Linked DNA regions of Triticum aestivum: region 1 is linked to region 2. The links are chromatin contacts, called in public Hi-C maps. All regions are on one chromosome and are shown on one strand. The core of a region is the stretch at or near the end of the contact, and the rest is flanking DNA. Distances in the headings are between cores, read along the strand shown.

Region 1 (2,733 bases), core at 56-2,555, 94 kb after region 2:
ATCTACTACAACAACGTTTGCCCGGCTCCGGCGAGGAAGGGGCGATGACAGCGGCGCACCTTCGGCTCGCTTCAGTACTTGTAGTCGTCGCTAGGTGGTCTATGGATCTGGATGTAATTTTTTATTATTTTCAGTGTTCGTTGTACTACCATGATTGAAGATTAATAGATTGAAAGTTCTTCCCGTAAAAAAAGATTAATCAGAGATTATTGTCTTATATGGGCCTAGGCCCAACTATAATCCAATGGTAGGCCAGATCATCAAACAGGCAACCAAATCTGCGGAATGTTTAACACAGTTGAAATATACAGACCATAGGACACGAACACAAGAAGACAAAACTAAGGTTAAGTTTCTAACGTACAATTCAATTATTAAGGATTACATAGACGTCGACAACATAGAAACTTTCCCCCTACTTCTGATCCTCGCAGCTCACACAAATATCTAGTTCTGTTCCCTTGCGATATTTCTGATATATCTAGTTCTATTTTTAATTAATACATTTACGACTCATGAAAAACCCTGGGAAATCACACCCAGTAGAACACTCTATGGATTATGCCCGTTTTCGACAAGTACAGTTACTAGGGAATTTACGGACGTTGACAGCCAAACAAATTCCTCCCCACACTTGTAATCCTAGCAGCTCACAGAAATACACATATAAGTATAGTTCCTCTTACGCTAAGTGGAAAGGCAGGATAATTCTAAACTCGGATGCAGCCAAACAGGTGACAAGCACATGCGAGGGCGGTACACATACGCGCCTGGGGAAAGAAAAAAAAAACACCACCCATCTGCATGCACGCATCTGTCCAAGCCGCGCCACCACACCAGTCCCTACCCCAGGTTTCCAGAAACTACACGAACGAATATCTTCCCTCCCTACTTAAAAAAAAAAAAAATCTTCCCTCCCTTCCACCCGACGGACGAGACGACGGACCGGACCCCAAACCCCCAAATCCCCAATCTATACACGTAGGGCAAAAGTAAAGATCGTAGGGATCGATCCCCTGCCCTCCCCACGCCACGACGTGTCCCCGACCCAACGCCCCCTCGAGACACCTCGCCTCCCGCATGCCTGACACCCTGCCTCCCCGCCCGCCGCGTGTAACGCTCCGTACCGCGCCTTTATCCCCGCCTCCCGTCATCCCCTCTCGCTGACGGTGGGTCATGGGGTTATGGTGGGACGCCGTGTCAGTGAGGTGCTCGGAGTGGCTGCCCGCAAACGGCGTCAGTTAGTTTGTACGACCGCGTTGTTACTCCGGCCGTGGCCTGGGTGTTTATAAGCGCGCGCCGCTTGGTGTTCTTCTCCACAATCCGTCCCACACCCACCCACAGGCCTCAGCCTCAGTCCTCCACTAGCAGATCTCTTCTTCCCATAGAGCAGAGCAAGCAGAGCGGCGAGCAGACAGCCATGATGATGATGAGCGAGGGAGTGAGCGTGCCGCCGTGGGGCAACCACCTCCCGGTGAGCGGCGTCGACGCCGGCGGCGGCGGAGGCGGCGACGAGACGCCGTTCCTGTTCGCGGCGCTGCGCCAGTACCTGCCGTGCAACGACGTGCTCGGCGGCGCGGGCGCGGGCGCCGAGGACGAGGACGAGGCGGCGGCCGTGGCGGCCGCGGTGGACGCCTACGCCTGCGACGAGTTCCGCATGTACGACTTCAAGGTGCGCCGGTGCGCGCGCGGCCGCAGCCACGACTGGACCGAGTGCCCCTTCGCGCACCCGGGGGAGAAGGCGCGCCGCCGCGACCCGCGCAAGTACCACTACTCCGGCACCGCCTGCCCGGACTTCCGCAAGGGCGGCTGCAAGCGCGGGGACGCCTGCGAGTACGCGCACGGCGTCTTCGAGTGCTGGCTCCACCCGGCGCGCTACCGCACGCAGCCCTGCAAGGACGGCACCGCCTGCCGCCGCCGCGTCTGCTTCTTCGCCCACACCCCGGACCAGCTCCGCGCCATGCCGTCCCAGCACTCCAGCCCCAGGAGCACGCCCCTGTCGCCGCTCGCAGAGTCCTACGACGGCTCGCCGCTCCGTCGCCAGGCGTTCGAGAGCTACCTCAGCAAGAGCATCATGTCCTCCTCGCCCACCAGCACCCTGCTCTCCTCGCCGCCCAAGTCGCCCCCGTCCGAGTCGCCGCCATTGTCCCCCGACGGGGCCGCCTCCTTCCGCCGCGGCTCTTGCGGCTCTTGGCCCGGCGTTGGGTCGCCTGTCAATGACGTCCTCGCCTCGCTCCGCCAGCTGCGCCTCGCCAAGGCGCAGGCGTCGCCGTCCGGTGGGTGGTCCGGCTACCCCACCTCACCTGCCGCCTACGGCTCGCCCAAGGCCGCCGGCCTCTACAGTCTCCCCACCACCCCCATGGGCGCACAGACTGGCGCCTCCAGCTTCATGCCCAACCTGGAGCCACTGAACCTCCGCTTCCTCGACGACGAGGAGCCTGTCCAGAGGGTGGAGTCCGGGAGGGCCCTCCGCGAGAAGGTGTTCGAGCGGCTGAGCCGAGACGGCGCCGCACCGCGCAGCTGCGAGGTCGGTGCCGGAGCAGGAGGCCCCGACGTCGGCTGGGTCTCCGACCTCATCAACTGAGCCGTTCTCGGAAGTTTATTTCGTTGAGGTAGCAAGAAGATGGCACGGCGGAGGCGGCGGTAAGAAGAAGAAAAATGGCCCCCCCAAAAAATATCCTCAGTTTCTTTTGCTATTTCCAGTTGCTGCAAATTCCTGTACATAGCTGCTAT
Region 2 (2,924 bases), core at 301-2,800:
AGACGACGGACTAGACGGGTCGGCAGAGCCATCGTGCTCGTGCATGCACGCGCCGTGCGCCGCTGCACGTGAAAAAACAACCGTGCGTACTCGCGCGGTACCATCGTAGTACGTGCTAGCACGGCCATGTCCTGTTGTGGTAACAGTAACAGACTAACAGTACTGTCGTTACTTGGCTCAGGAGAAAGCAAAAAAAAAAGGAGAATTCGCATAACCAGAGGCAAAGGAAAGGTGGCGCGGCATGCACCGATCGCTTGCTCGTACACATCCGTGAAGCAAAGGAGAACCGGGCATGTGTGCAATGAGGACGGAATTTTTTCAGAAACGTAGCTCCGCGCAAGCAACCGCGCGCCTGTATGCATGCATGTGTGCGTCACCAGCAGTACCGCTTCTGTACTGTCACCGGCCAGCCTTGTGTATCAAGCCGTGCTGCAGATCGGCCACGGTCACACCTGTGGGTGCATGCAGGGATAAAGATTGGAAAAGAGAGACAAGATGCAAAGGGGAGGGAGGGAAGTGGAGCTCAGAACGAACGGGTCGGCATGAAAAGGGCTGGCTAGAGCGTAGCCAGGGAATGAGGGGACTGGCTCTAGGTAGGGAGCAAAGCCAGCCAGCCAGCCAGCCAAGCAAAGGTGCCTTGCTTGCTGTTGCTGGATACTACGTCACTGCTAATTAAGCCAAAGCTAGGTGCTTGGCGAAGCCTCTATCGGCTAGGCCGCTAGGCAAGTTGTTCGCGTGTTCTAGGCAGATCGCATGCCATTGCCATCCCCCCTGACCATCCATGATCCATCAAAAGTGCATAATGTTCAAGCTCATCTCCAGCCTTCGCGTAGCATGCATGGTGGCGATCGTGTACCACGTACGAATGGCAAATTAGCTATGCCTTTTAAATCTTGTCTTGTAAAAAGTGTGTCTTTGTTTCATGCTTATGAGTTTGAAATTTTGCACGCACCTGTTTCGCGTTCATTATGTAGAAGGAAATTAACGCAAATATACTACAAGCCGACGGTGTCGGTCGTGTTTTGACGCAGCTTTTCTTAACTCTAAAATACAGAGAGGTGATAAAGCATGGGAGTTAGCTTAGACGTACGGGGAGCAGGATGAAGTGCACCGACGGAGTACTAGTCAGGATGCATGTGAAACGCTGTGGACTCGATCCGCGAGCTTAGTTAGTGGCGCACCGAATTTTAGAGATGAACATGGCCCCGGTCTTAATGTTGGCGCTGCTGCGCCCCAGCTATCCACAGTCATCTCGGGTTGTCCGATTTATGGCAGCACGGTGCGTCTGTGTTACCGACTCTGACGGAACCGCACAGTGTCGGTTCTGTCAATTCCAAAGGCGTGAACCTCGTGCATCGCTACAGAAAGAGATGAGCACTATCCCTTGAAACACGCGGCGGGCTGCCACAGAGCAGCGCACCGAGAGCGACCGGGGACGGGGAGACATTTCAGTTCGAGATGGCCTGGAACGAGCGGTGGCTGCTGGCATGCACCATGCAATGAACCGAGTAAAACGAGGCCAGATGATCCTAAACAGTAGAGGCCAAAGCAAATAAGACGACAGGGAGATTAGGCTGGCGAAGAGACGTGCACCACTAGGTGCAACAGTGGCACGGTCTGTACGCGGGCAGTGGCGCCGGGAGGAGAGAACACGTCAGCCGCCGTGTCGGGCCTCGGGGGAGTGGTTCCAGAGCGGGGCCCGGCCGTACCCCCGCGCGCCACTTCTCGTGATGAGCCGCGCCGCGTGGAGCGACGTCGTACGCCTCGCGCTGCCCTCCCCCCCTACCTCGCGTCGATCGATCCCTTTCTTCCTCGCCTCTCTCCTCTATCCCCTTCCCGCCTGCTGCTCAGATTAGATCTCCATCATGGCGCAGGCGCAGGCGGTCTGCGGCAGATCTGTTCCGCCCGGTTACGGGCACTGTAAATGAGGATAAGAAGGTGGCATGCACGGCCATCCTGCTGGTGGTCCGGCTGCGCATGCATGCGTGCACGTTCGTTTTCGACCATTGGATCCTTGATTGGTCTTTCAGGTCCGGTCAGGAGCTTCGCCGTTCTCCAGCCGCCTCCGTGTTTTGCTCGCCGTTCTCCAGCCTCCGTGTTTTGCTCACTGGCGTCGTCTTCGTTACACCACGCCTGGCTGCTCCGGAGCCTTCGCGCCGTGCGGCTGCCTCTCTTTGTCCCGTTCCGTCTCGTTTCTCCATGCACTAGACTAGGGTTTGTATGTGGCGTTCGATCCGGGCCTTGTCGTTACACGACGTCTTGCTTTGCTCACGACCATCAATGCGGTCTGTTGCGTCCGTTTTGGCGGGAGGAGCGCGTCGTGTCCGGCCAGCCGCAGCCGTGATCGGCTGGCAGTACGGCGCACGGCTCCGCGGCCGGTCGGCGGGCGGTTTTGGTTCCGTTCCCCCACGCGTGTCCAAACAAACATCACAGCTATCAGCTACTCCACCCGTAAAGCGTAAAGTGTGGTGTACTCCTGCTCCTGCAATTCCGTAACTCAATTGGCATGCCTATTTATTACGGTAGAAGATCAATTAGCTTAGCATGTCATTATCAATACGAGGATTCCAAACCTGGGAGAAAAATCGGGAGATGGTTAAGCCGACGACTTGCCTAAGGCTGGTCATAGCGGGGAGTAACTTAGACTAGTAACATACATATGTTACTAGTCTATGTTACTACCTTCATAGTGGGTAGTGTCATAGGTGTGGTAACATAGTTGCCTTCATTTATTACTTTGTAGACTCATTATGCATTGGAAACCGCTATGTGATGGTAACATATTATGTTACTCTATTTGCCTCTCTCCTCATTAACTACTTGCCACATCATCATTTTTGCTTACGTGGCATCTATGTTACTACCTATGTTACTCCCGCTATGACCAGTCTAATCTGTTGGCTCCTAATCTTTCGAAGATCGCG

Evidence for each region. Hi-C and Micro-C count contacts between places; a contact is called where the count stands out from the background.
Region 1: a contact with region 2 is called in a Hi-C map of leaf, with 2.9 times the contacts expected there. The contact joins the promoter of LOC123068901 here to the enhancer-like site in region 2. A contact is called at or near these places in 1 of 5 Hi-C or Micro-C datasets (leaf) and 1 of 1 datasets of contacts at active chromatin or transcription factors (leaf).

Annotation. Positions count from the first base shown.
Region 1 is chr3B:113,538,741-113,541,473 of IWGSC CS RefSeq v2.1, forward strand. LOC123068901 (zinc finger CCCH domain-containing protein 2) reads left to right here and starts at 1,306. Exons shown (of 1, transcript XM_044491592.1): 1 at 1,306-2,733. The coding sequence starts at 1,421. The coding sequence ends at 2,584.
Region 2 is chr3B:113,444,626-113,447,549 of IWGSC CS RefSeq v2.1, forward strand. No RefSeq gene overlaps it. Among protein-coding and RNA genes, the nearest start is that of LOC123068901, 94 kb to the right of the region's middle. Within about 2 kb of position 1,551, at least 7 of the 8 cell types and tissues checked have an H3K27ac peak or open chromatin away from gene starts, as enhancers often do. A contact at or near this core is called in leaf, where this site is marked.